4 separate regions of the Sus scrofa genome follow, and regions 2, 3 and 4 are each linked to region 1. A link is a contact called in public HiChIP or PLAC-seq and promoter capture Hi-C data. All regions are on one chromosome and are shown on one strand. Each heading gives the region's core, a stretch centred on a gene start, on an enhancer-like site or on the middle of the called end of the contact. The rest is flanking DNA. Distances are from core to core; before and after follow the strand shown.

What was found. Promoter capture Hi-C pulls out the DNA fragments that hold promoters and counts their contacts. HiChIP or PLAC-seq counts read pairs in DNA pulled down with a chosen protein or histone mark.
Region 2: an H3K27ac HiChIP or PLAC-seq map of skeletal muscle shows a contact between it and region 1. The contact joins the enhancer-like site here to the promoter of WWTR1 in region 1. A contact is called at or near these places in 2 of 5 promoter capture datasets (fetal skeletal muscle and liver), 4 of 47 Hi-C or Micro-C datasets (embryonic fibroblasts, heart right ventricle, retroperitoneal adipose tissue and 1 more) and 1 of 2 datasets of contacts at active chromatin or transcription factors (skeletal muscle).
Region 3: a contact with region 1 is called in a promoter capture Hi-C map of liver, with 5 times the contacts expected there. The contact joins the enhancer-like site here to the promoter of WWTR1 in region 1. A contact is called at or near these places in 2 of 5 promoter capture datasets (fetal liver and liver), 9 of 47 Hi-C or Micro-C datasets (alveolar macrophages, embryonic fibroblasts, fibroblasts and 3 more) and 2 of 2 datasets of contacts at active chromatin or transcription factors (alveolar macrophages and skeletal muscle).
Region 4: a contact with region 1 is called in an H3K27ac HiChIP or PLAC-seq map of skeletal muscle. The contact joins the enhancer-like site here to the promoter of WWTR1 in region 1. A contact is called at or near these places in 11 of 47 Hi-C or Micro-C datasets (alveolar macrophages, embryonic fibroblasts, fetal skeletal muscle and 5 more) and 1 of 2 datasets of contacts at active chromatin or transcription factors (skeletal muscle).

The regions. Positions count from the first base shown.
Region 1 is chr13:89,888,184-89,891,038 of Sscrofa11.1, reverse strand. WWTR1 (WW domain-containing transcription regulator protein 1) reads left to right here and starts at 1,492. Exons shown (of 8, transcript XM_013992351.2): 1 at 1,492-1,673; 2 at 1,849-2,233; 3 at 2,236-2,281. The coding sequence starts at 1,852.
Region 2 is chr13:89,762,740-89,765,594 of Sscrofa11.1, reverse strand. All of the region lies in intron 5 of WWTR1 (WW domain-containing transcription regulator protein 1), which reads left to right. Among named protein-coding and RNA genes, the nearest start is that of TM4SF4, 63 kb to the right of the region's middle. Within about 2 kb of position 1,419, at least 50 of the 83 cell types and tissues checked have an H3K27ac peak or open chromatin away from gene starts, as enhancers often do. A contact at or near this core is called in embryonic fibroblasts, fetal skeletal muscle, liver and 2 more, where this site is marked.
Region 3 is chr13:89,794,155-89,797,009 of Sscrofa11.1, reverse strand. The region is part of intron 4 of WWTR1 (WW domain-containing transcription regulator protein 1); the gene reads left to right. Among named protein-coding and RNA genes, the nearest start is that of WWTR1, 94 kb to the left of the region's middle. Within about 2 kb of position 1,484, at least 5 of the 83 cell types and tissues checked have an H3K27ac peak or open chromatin away from gene starts, as enhancers often do. A contact at or near this core is called in fetal liver and liver, where this site is marked.
Region 4 is chr13:89,813,150-89,816,004 of Sscrofa11.1, reverse strand. The region is part of intron 3 of WWTR1 (WW domain-containing transcription regulator protein 1); the gene reads left to right. Among named protein-coding and RNA genes, the nearest start is that of WWTR1, 75 kb to the left of the region's middle. Within about 2 kb of position 1,479, at least 8 of the 83 cell types and tissues checked have an H3K27ac peak or open chromatin away from gene starts, as enhancers often do. A contact at or near this core is called in retroperitoneal adipose tissue and skeletal muscle, where this site is marked.

The DNA.
Region 1 (2,855 bases), core at 243-2,742:
TTTGAATCAAATGCGGTGGACTAGGGGCTCTCTGAAGCCTGACTTACCTCGAAGCCACTCTCTCCGGCCCCCAAATGGAGTGGGGACAAGGGAAAGAAGGAATTGAGTTGCTCCAGAGGGTCAGGCAGCCTCTTACTTCCCTCAGCTGTCTTAGCATGCTAGATCTAGAAGCAGGGGGTCTCCACCACTTGCCCAGATCCAGTCGGTGGGAGGGTGGGTGTTTTTTCCGGGTCACTGGCGCACCCTTTCTACTCCCAGCCACCTGCTCTGGTTCCATCCCGGCTCCAGGCTCTTCGGAGGGCGTCAGGGACATTCCAATCCTCCCACTAACCCGCGCGGATGTCTCTGGAGAGAGGGGGGCGCAATTGCTCTCCTTTTCCAGCGCCCAGCTCTGGCTAGGTTTCTTCTCAATTCCTAGTAACTCGAGTCACCCCGGAGAGGAAAAAAAGGATTGATAAAAGGTTTGAAGATTGTTTGTTTACAATGAACCAGTTGACGAAGCCCCATCCCTAACGACAGAAGCACTTTCTGTGAGCCGTCTACGCACGAGCAGACAATTGAAAGCCAAACTGCCGAGGTGCCTCCTCGCCAGACCAAATATGGTCACGAGCTCTCAGCAGCCTCCCTTGGAAATGCTGGCCTCGTTGGTGTCTACTCGAGTCGGGGCGCACCCAGGCCCGCCCTATGGGTCAGTCCCGGGATCCTGTGCTCAAAACTTCGGCACGGCACCCTGCATGAAGAGAGGGAGCGGCGCCTAGGACAGGCCCTTCCTCGATCTGGGCCCCTCACCCTCGTGCCCTCCGCCGCCCCCAGCCTTGGTTTCGGTCCGCAAGTCCTTGATTAAACAGGCTCGGGCCACTTTCCCTTTGATCCCGCCCCAAGTCCGTGGTAAACTCAAAGGAATGCAGATCCAGGGCTCCGCGGGAGAGGTCCGCGCGACCAGGAGGAGTGGGTGGGGGGTACCCGGCTCCTCTTACCCTGCAAAGTACCCAGCAAGCCCAGGGTTTTCTGCAGCCGGGGTGGAAAGAGGAGGAGGAAGGGGAGGGACGAGCGGGGGCAGGCAGCCTCTGGACTTGGAGGTCATGCATAATTCAACAGCTCAACTTTCGGGCCCGCCTCTTTCCTGGGAGTGGGAGTTTGCTCCAAACTTTGTTTATGGGACAGTCGGGGATCCGCGGCAGCCGCTGAGTCTGCTTCACCTCCGCCTCCTCTCGGAGCGCGAGCGCCTGAGGCCAGTTCGGGGGATGTGAGAGCCGAAGCCCCTAGGCTGCCAGGCACCGAGTCGGGTCGGAATTTGCCAGCCGGGCCCCGGCTCCAGCCCTGCAAGTTCGGAACGCACCCGAGTGACCCAGGCCCGACTGCGAGTTCGGGCGGAACGGCGGCCGCCGCACGCCCAGACTCGGCTTCTCTGCGCGCCCAGGTAGTGCCCGCTGGCGCGCGCCCGTTCACCCGGCACCACTCCAGGGCGCTTGGCTCCTCGGGTTCCGGAGGCGAGATATCTCGGAGTTGGCTCGGTTGAAACTTTTTTGGGGGCTGCCTGCCCTGGAAAGTTTCGACCTGTCCTTTGCCACTAGCAGTTCAGCCGCGTCTCCAGGGCAGTTAACTTCCAGCAGTGCCCTCCCCCCCTTTTCCTGGTAACTTCTGGGCTTCAAGAAAGTTGCATAATTCTCGAGGTTAGAAGGGACCCCTCCCCCATCCGGCTGGTCTTACTGATGGGTGTCTGGGGTCTCGAGGAGGACCCCTATGTGTCTCCTTTCTTTTCTTTTGATTCTACCCCCGCGCCCGCCCTGTACCCCTTTCTTCAACCTTACATAAAAAAGGTTAATCCGACTTCTTTTCTCCTTACAGAAGATGAATCCGGCCTCGGCACCCCCTCCGCTCCCGCCACCCGGGCAGCAAGTGATCCACGTCACTCAAGACCTAGACACGGACCTGGAAGCCCTCTTCAACTCCGTGATGAACCCCAAGCCCAGCTCTTGGCGGAAGAAGATCCTGCCTGAGTCGTTCTTCAAGGAGCCTGACTCCGGCTCGCACTCGCGCCAGTCGAGTACCGACTCGTCCGGTGGCCACCCCGGGCCCCGGCTGGCCGGTGGCGCCCAGCACGTCCGCTCGCATTCGTCTCCCGCTTCTCTGCAGCTGGGCACTGGCGCGGGTGCTGCTGGCAACCCGGCGCAGCAGCACGCGCACCTCCGCCAGCAGTCCTATGACGTGACCGACGAGCTGCCCCTGCCCCCGGCTGGGAGATGACCTTCACGGCCACTGGCCAGAGATACTTCCTCAAGTAAGTCAGCCTGGAGCTAGGGGGGACACAGAGTCATGATACTTAGCCCACCCACGCTGGTTCTTGTGCGTGTGTGTGCGTGTGTGCGTGTGTACGTGTGTGTGAAATGAGTGCCCTTCCACGGTTTTTTCCCCAGAGATCTGGGAAGCTTGAAGTAGGGAGTGAATCTCTGGGTATTGGAATTGTAAGAGATCAACTTGTAAGAGTCTGGTGAAGGTCTTACAGAGTCCTGGAAGTCACAAGAGATTCAGGACATGGAGATTCTTCAAAGTAGGAGTAAAAAAAGTGCTTTTTGGAGGATTCTCATGAAACACATAGGTGACTGTCCTTGAATCTGGAGTACCTATGCAGATTGCTGGACCCAAGCTCTAATCCCTTCCCTGCCCCCTCTAATCAGATAATTCAGAGCCTGGTCCATTGGGTTCGAGACACAAATGTAAATGCCAGAAAAGTTCTGAGGCTTGGGGAGGAGAGGGACTCTTCTTAATGTAGGGGTCTGCAGCCTCTCCATTCTTGGGAAAAGCAGGCTGGAAAAGTGAACACTGCCCAGTAAGCCTTACTGTTTCCAGCTGGG
Region 2 (2,855 bases), core at 170-2,669, 130 kb after region 1:
AGAATGTTAATATTGATGGTTCATATTACAGAAATACCAACCGAGTTCCTTAAATGCTGATCCCTAGAGGCTGTGGAACTTGGAGTATTTTGCTGCATCATAGTGTCAATTCCAGTGTACAGGACCTCAGGGAGAAATGCTGTCCAGATTTGCTTGCAGAGGCTCACATAGTTCAGCTTTGAGTGTGTGTGTGTGTGTGTGTGTGTGTGTGTGTGTGTGTGTGTGTAGTTAGGGGAGGAGTCCAGATGAAATGGATGGTTATGATGTCTTTTTATCTTTATTATGGAATATAGGGAAAAAGACCTAAAAGAGACTTTTTTTTTTTTTTTTTTTTTAAATCTTGGAAGATATTTTCCCCCATCTAGAAGCAGCTGCTCCTCCCGGTCAAAGATATTATTTGAGGCCATATGATAAATGGTGTTGGGGTGTTTGATAGTTTTGATAGTTTTCTGGGGCACTTGCCAAGATGTCGGATTGTTCATGTGTGGATTATGTGTATCCCCTTGGTGGAGTTTTGTTGTTTTATTTTTCCTCTTTTTCTTTTGGTGGTTTTCACATCAGCCATACTATTTGCACTTAAACCAGGGTGGGAGCAGGGAAATGGACGGGAAGTAGAAGTGATATTTGGCTCACCTGCTTAGACACAGTTCTGTGGCTTGGCTGAGGTGGCTGTTTCACAACTGTATTGTGTATTTATCAAAATTTAGAATTGTCCAAATGGTATGGTTTGTTATCTCTCTCTCTCTCTTTTTCAATATACTGGGAAGTCATGTATTTATTCTGTAGCAGCCATGGAAGTTGTCCTGTGGGTTTGGACGTACCTATTCTAAGCTGCCTGGAATCCTTTCTACAACAAGGCTGGACATAAATTTTAAGATACCATGCCCACAAGACTATAGAATATTCTGCTGCTGCAGCTTAAAAATCAACACAATATTTGCTCAGTATCATAAAGGGCATGTTTACAACTTTACCCAATGAAATGGAAAATTTTAGTAACTGGTAAGAAATTGAGAAACAGGCTTCGCAGTCCCTATTTACCCCTCTGAAAGAAAAATTCCTTGACAGGAAAACAGACTTCTTGGCTCTATCTAAGCAGAGTTTGTCACTGTATTATTCATTTAAATATGAAGCTGGGGGTGTGCTTCTGCCTCAGAGATAATTATAACCTCAAGGACTTCCTGTCAGCTCCCAGGGAAGAGCCTTAAGTGGAGAAGCCTTCACTCCCGTTGTTGAGAAACCGTTATTACTCCCAGGCAGACTCAGCACTGCTTTTACCCCCATCCGTCCCTTAATTGGGGCCCAGTGGACAGGAGAAAGCAGCCTGTCAAACAAATCTGCTGACTCAGCCTGGCCTCTGGTTACCAGGGCAACAGTGACAAGGGGAGAGGGTTTGGGCGGGAGGCCCTGGAATTCTTTTGGCAGGTTTCACGGATTTCAGGGTCTTGACAGCCACTACCGGGGCTGGCTGGCCAGCTGGCTGCCTTCTCGAAGCCATTCCTGACCAAGGGCCCCAGGGAGGGACACACCCGGCTGTGAGCAGCTCTGGTCCAGGGAAGGCTCTGAGGTCTGTTTTTTGTCATGTGAAGAATAGCTATTGAGAGAGGTTAAAAAGTGTCATATCATAGCATAAATAGCAGCTGTTTCAGTCTTTCCTTCAGCCCATGGGGCCATAGTTTTCCTTTTAGAAAAGCATTTCAGGGAATTAGGTTTCAGGGTTGACTGGGCTCGTCAGCAGTCATGTTGTCCACCCAGAATGTGGCTCCCTCTGAAGTAGCCTGACCATTTATGTTCATTCATTTATTTGTGCAACATGCTGTAGGCACTAAATGCTCAGCAGTGCATTTAGGCTTGGTCCCTACCCTCTTAGAGCTTTCGTTCTAACTGCTGTCAGTGTTTTATTTGCCTACAGGTCCCAGAAAGAATCCATTTTCTAAAAAAATACCAATTCTTTTTCAAAGGATCCCTTTGAAAGATGTTATAAACCAGAACACATTTTCATTTTTATTTATGTATTTTTCAATTTTTATTTGTTTTCTCTACAATGTTTTAAAAATTACTGAAGTATAGTTGATTTACAATGTTGTGTTAGTTTCAGGTGTACAGCACAGTGATTCAGCTATATTCTTTTTAAGATTCTTTTTCAGGTTCTTTTCCCTTATAGGTTACTACAATTCTGTATACAATTTTTAAAGGTTACTTTCCATTTACAGTTATTGTAAAATATTCGCTATATTCCGCATTTCGTACAGTACATCCTCGAGCCTATCTTACATCCAGTAGTTTGTATCTCACCCTCCCTCCCCTCCCCTCCCACTGGTAACCACTAGTTTCTTCTCTATATCTGTGAGACTGCTTCTTTTTTGTTATATTCACTAGTTTGTTGTATTTCTTAGATTCTATATAGAAGTGACATCACACAGTGTTTGCCTTTGTCTGACTTATTTCACTTAGCATAATGCCCTCAAGGACCATTCATGCTGTTGCAAATGGCAAAAATTTCATTCTTTTTTATGACTGAGTAATTAGTACAAATACACTTTTTAAAATGAGGTTCACCAAGTGTGCACAAAGGAAAAGCAGCTTCTTTTTTCCTGATTTTGATAAGATCACTGAGGTATGAAGAAATATTCCATCTCCAAATCCATTCAGCTATTTTTAAAATTACATTAATTTTTTTATGCAGGATTATTTTTTAAGTACAAAGACTTTCCCAGTCACGTCTCTTAGAGATTTTTTTTTTTTTTTTGTCTTTTTAGGGCCGCACCCACAGCATATGGAGGTTCCCAGGCTAGGGGTCGGATCAGAGCTACAGCTGCTGGCCTACACCATAGTCACAGCAATGACAGATCTGA
Region 3 (2,855 bases), core at 235-2,734, 94 kb after region 1:
GCCACTACAGGGGAGTTCCTGTTGTGGCTTGGCAGAAACGAATCTGACTTGTATCCATGAGGACATGGATTTGATCCCTGGCCTTGCTCAGTGGGTTAAGGATCCAGCATTGCCATAAGCTGTGGTGTAGGTAGCAGACACAGCTCAGATCCCAAGTTGCTATGGCTTGGTGGAAGCTGGCAGCTGCAGCTCCGATTTGAACCCTAGCCTGGGAACCTCCATATGCTGCAGATGTGGCCCTAAAAAAGACGGAAAAAAAAAAAAGCCACTAAATTTTTTTGGAGGAGTGGGAAAAAAATGAAACAAACAAACAAACAAAAGGATTCTGAGTTCCCTGGTGGCACAACCAGTTAATGATGCAGTGTTGTTACTGCTGTGGTGAGGGTTCATCCCCTGGTCTGGAAATTTATGCATGCTGTGGGCACAGCCCAAAAGAAAAAAAGGACTCTACACAGGCATATTATAGTGTATAAAACAATGGGCTTGGGGAAAATGGAACCTGCTAAGGAAATCAGTTAGGTTGTTAGGGTGGTGATGGGGGTGGGTTGGAGAGTCGGAACCTTTTTGGTTAATGGGAAGCCTTGGAGTCAAAACAGTTTCTCTTGGGCTTAACATGGGTCTCATTTTCCTTATTTGTAGTAGGTGATGATGATAGTCTTTCCCCCATGAAATTTGTTTTGAGTAGTTAGGTAGTCCATGCCTTGGTACCTGGCATAGAGAAAGCCCCCAAAGAAATGGATTTTTATAACTATTATAATTAGTTGGTAGCTTGGTTTTTCCTCACTTTTCTGGTCCCTGTGTGGTGGGAGGAAGAGCCTGTGGTGTGTGCCATTAGGAAGCCGTCCTCCTCCTCCTCCCTCAGGAAAACCCAGCCTCGCATCCTGCAACTGTGATCTTTCCGACGTTTGCTTACATGTTGCAAAAATCACCTTTAACCCCAGCTAGCAAGCACAGTGAGTTTGGGCAGAGAAGGTTCACTTAGAAACTTCTCCCTCTGCAAGCATGACAACATCAAAGTGTTCCCATTTCTCAGCACAACAGTACTGACCTTGTGCAATAACTTCACATCTCTCCAGAAGTTCCCGTCGTAGCTCAGTGGTAATGAACCTGACGGGTATCCATGAGGATGTGGGTTCCATCCCTGGCCTTGCTCAGTGGGTGAGGGATCCTGCATTGCTGTGAGCTGTGGTATAGGTTGAAGACGCAGCTTGGATCTGGCATTGCTGTGGTTGTGGCATAGACTGGCAGCTAAAGCTGACTTGACCCCTAGCTTGGGAACCCCTAGTGCTGTGGGTGTGGCCCTAAAAAGACAAAAAACAAACAAACAAGCAAACAAAAGCAAAACAAAACCTCTCCATATTTTAAAATGTTTTCAACCAGAGAAAGTAACAATTTTGCCTTTTCAGTGATAATCCTGGCGATCATAAACCATGGTGTGCTGGGCCCTGTCACACATTAACGGGCCTCTTTGTTGGAACAAGGTCCCAACCTGGGGTGCCAGTCTCCTCCCAGACAGGACAGGAAAAATAAAGACTGTGTAACAACTTCACCAGACTGCCAGCCCTAGCCAGTTTAGAAACTTCTGGTAAAGTGCAGCCAGAGTGTATTTTTAATGCTATAGGAATTTTTAAAATATCACACACTCACACACACACTCCCCCTTTGAAGATGTGCCATCCACCAAGCCAGAGTCTCTCCTCCGGGTCTGTCTTGATCTGTATTTCAAATTATAAGCACATGTGTGGTTGTCTTGCTGTCTTTTTTTCTTTTTCTTTTTTACAGGGTATGCTTTTCAAGACAAGATGGAAAAATCTTGTCTTTGCTCAGTTTGCAAAGTTGGCTCATTCATCCCTCTAGGAAGTGTACAAAGACACTTGAAGACATTTTATCAAAAGCAAATAAAATAGCTAAGGGACACCTCAGCCGGGTGTTGTTGGAAGCCTGTAGAAAGGTATCCTGAAAGTTTGCTGAAAGTCAGATTTATATGTAGGCCATCTTAATATTTCCTTTTCCCAGTAGTTTTTTTTCTGATAAAATTTATGTGGTGAGTTTGTGGCAGACACATCTGGCTACCGTGATTTTTCCAGCTCCAATGGTCTCACTGCTTTTTGAACTTTGTGGTTTCTGCAGCATAAATTAGCCTAACACACACAAGCACATACACACAGAAACCCAGAGACAAACTGTAAAACCTCCACTTAAGGGGCAGGGTGGGAGTGATGGGTAGGATTGCTGTAGTGGAAAATGGTTCTTTATGGAAAAAAAGGAAGACTGGTGGGCACAGGCAAAAGGGGGTGTTCTAGATTAAAAATTTTTTTTTTCTTGATTAAAAAAAGAGAGAACAGGGAGTTCCTCTTGTGGCTCAGTGGGTTAAGAACCCGACATAGTGTCTATGAGGATACGGGTTTGATCCTGGCCTCGTTCAGTGGGTTAGGGATCTGGCTCTGGTGTTAACATAAGCAGCCATGTAGAATAAATGTATTGAGCAAATCAATTATGTATTTTTAGATATTGATAGTGATTATAGTAAGACTTTTGAATTGGAGGTGGTCCCCTTAATTTTCTCTGTAATATGGTGATATTAGTTTTATAATAGCCAAAAGGGGCAAAAAAGGAGAACCATTGGTGTCTTGAGCTTTCTTTATGGTGGGAGAGGAGGGTGGGGTGTTGGGAAGAAGGCTCCAGGCCCTGTGCAGTGTAGACAAAGCCATGAATTGTCAAGCTTCTGCAGCTGACCCAGTCTGCCTTGGCAAACAAGTCATTTTCTAGTCTCTAAGATCAGTGTTTCTTCAAGTGGGGGTCCATGCCTAGCACAGGGTGGATCCATTTGACCATTTGTTAACCATACATCTTCC
Region 4 (2,855 bases), core at 230-2,729, 75 kb after region 1:
AGTTTTAATTTTCATATTAGTCCAAGTCAAACTTTACATGCCAAGGGCGTAGCCAAAAAACAAAAACAGATGATTATTCTAGTGTTACTTTTCAGTCAGAACTAACTTTTTTTTTTTTTTTTTTTTTTTGTCTTATTTGCTATTTCTTTGGGCCGCTTCCGCGGCATATGGAGGTTCCCAGGCTAGGTGTCGAATCGGAGCTGTAGCTGCTGGCCTACGCCAGAGCCACAGCAACATGGGATCCGAGCCGCGTCTGCAACCTACACCACAGCTCACGGCAATGCTGGATCCTTAACTCACTGAGCGAGGCCAGGGACCAAACCCACAACCTCATGGTTCCTAGTCGGATTCGTTAACCACTGTGCCACGATGGGAACTCCAGAACTAACTTTGAAAAAAATATGACAGTTGGTGAATCTGTAGATGGGAGTACCATGTATATTCCTGAAAGTTTCCTAACTTTATACCAAAATTAAAATTACATACATATTAATAAACTTTTTAAAAAGTGAAAATTAACACCAGCTACTTAAGTGAAAAACAATGGGGTTTGGATGAGGAAATAAGTCATAAAAAAATTGAAACTTATGCATATTTCTATTCTTTGTTAAATTCAAAAGATTAAAGCAATAGTATATTTTTGATTAACATATACCTGTGCATACAAAGCTAACTGTCTTGGGAGTTTTCATTAACATACTTTGTATAAATCTATGGTACTTTTCTGGCCTTGGAACTTCCACATGCTGTGGGTGTGGTCAAAAACAAACAAACAAAACTATAGTACTTTTTAGGCTAAATTTGTTTTTCCATTTTGTTGAGTCACAGAAGCTTCAAGTCTTCTTGTATTTCTGTACCCGATCTGTACCCCTGCATTTTGGGGTAAACCATGGGGAATGAATTATTGTTACTCTGTAAATGATTAAAAAATGAAATTAGTGTAAAACTTTTTTTTTTTTTTTTTTTTTTTTTTTAAGGCCACACCCATGGCATATAGAAGTTCCCAGTCTAGGGGTCAAATCAGAACGGCAGCTGCTGGCCTTCGCCACAGCAATGCAGGATTCAAGCAGCATCTGCAACCTACTCCACAACTTGAGGCAATGCCAGGTTCTTAACCCACTGAGTGGGGCCAGGGATTGAAACCACATCCTCAAGGACACAACTGTTGGGTTCTTAACCCTCTGAGCCACAGTGGGAACTCTCAATGTAAAACTTCTTGAGCATTTTTGTGAGGAAGAATGGAAAGCCATCAGATAGATAGTCTTTTTCTAGTATTCAGCCTTCTACTTTTCACTTCAAGCTGAAATCCTTTCTACTTTAAACATGAGGCTGAGTCTTGTGCTGACATGGCACACTCATCACTGCTGAAAATGCCTAATGAGAGAGTGAATGGAATCTCAGATTTGGCCTTTTCTTACACTAGTTCTGAGAGTTATTATTATTAGAATGCGGGATGGAGTTCGGTGATGGCTCAGCGGGTTAAGGATCTGGCGTTGTCACTGCTGTGGCAAGGGTTGCCGCTGTGGCACAAGCTCTGTCCCTGGCCCTGGAACTTCCTTCCATAGGCCGTGGGTGTGTCCTGAAAAAGAAAATAGAATGTGTGGGGTGGGGCGTGTATGAAGGAGCCACAGAGGCTGGTGGTTTGCTAGTTCTTTTGTGTTTTGAGACTATTTTTGTCTCTAGATCAATTATTACTCAGCTACTCCATGTAAAGTCAAATACGTCTGTAGTTTTTTGCAGTGAATTGATGTCCGCAATTATTTGCCCCCATTTCTTTGGGTTCATTTTTCCATAGGCTGTTTGCTGATTTTTGCATTGGAAATAGTCAGATCTTTTTAAACAGTTGGGAAAGGTTTTCATAAGAGAAAGAAGGGGAATTAATATTTATCGAGTGTCGTGTGTGTCTGGCACTGTGTGGGTGTTTCGCTTTTGTCATTGGATGAAATATTCAGAACAGCCTCATGAAAAGGATGTTCTTATGCCCATTTTACAGTGGAGGAAACAGGCGTGGAGATGCTAAGTGAAGTTTCAGCGGTCTCTTAACTGGTTAATAGCAGAGGCAAAGTTTAAAACCACTGTGCCACTGCCTCTTTTGGGTGATGCTTTCAACCAACGATGCCCAGAAATACATGTAAAGAGACATTGTGGGCTGGGTTTACAGGAAACACAAGCTCTGTTGCCCAGTGATTATCTTCAACGCCCCCAGTGTCCCTCTCCCCTCCCTGCCTTCGGAAGCCTAACTCAACCCCCCTTTTTTGTCTTCGATCCTCCAAATTGTTTCTTGTGAAATGAGAGGTTGGCTCTGAAAAGCACTTCCAGTCTTTTTCCAGACTGGAATTGTGTTTCGTGCCAGTCTTTCCTCTAGTTCCACATGTCTTGTCTTTCAAACGTGCAGAAAGTGACTGACGACCAGGGCCCAGGGTGGTTCATCCGTTTCCCAGAATTAAAAAAAAAAACAAAAAACAAAACCAACAAAAAGTAATAGACTCTCCCCACATGAATAAAGAAGAAACTAAACTGACCTCAAAGAATTTTTGGTTTTGGGCTTTGCCCTCTTTGTGCAAGTGACATTTAATTCATTTGGCCCCATTAGAACAAGCAGTGTGTCAGTGTCCCACTTAAGAACAACTGGAAAAACAACACGTTGGAACATGTGTTGGGCACAGAGAGCCTGGAAAAACAATTTTCAAAGTATTTGAGCATTTAAAGTAGCTCGGTGGCTTAAAAAAAATTCTTTCAAAAACTGATTGCAAGATTAAAGCTGTTTCCCAGATGTCAGATGCAACTGATACAGGGAGCATGTTTAACATACAGATAGCAAGATAGAATGCCAGGTTCTGGACCCTTTATGATAA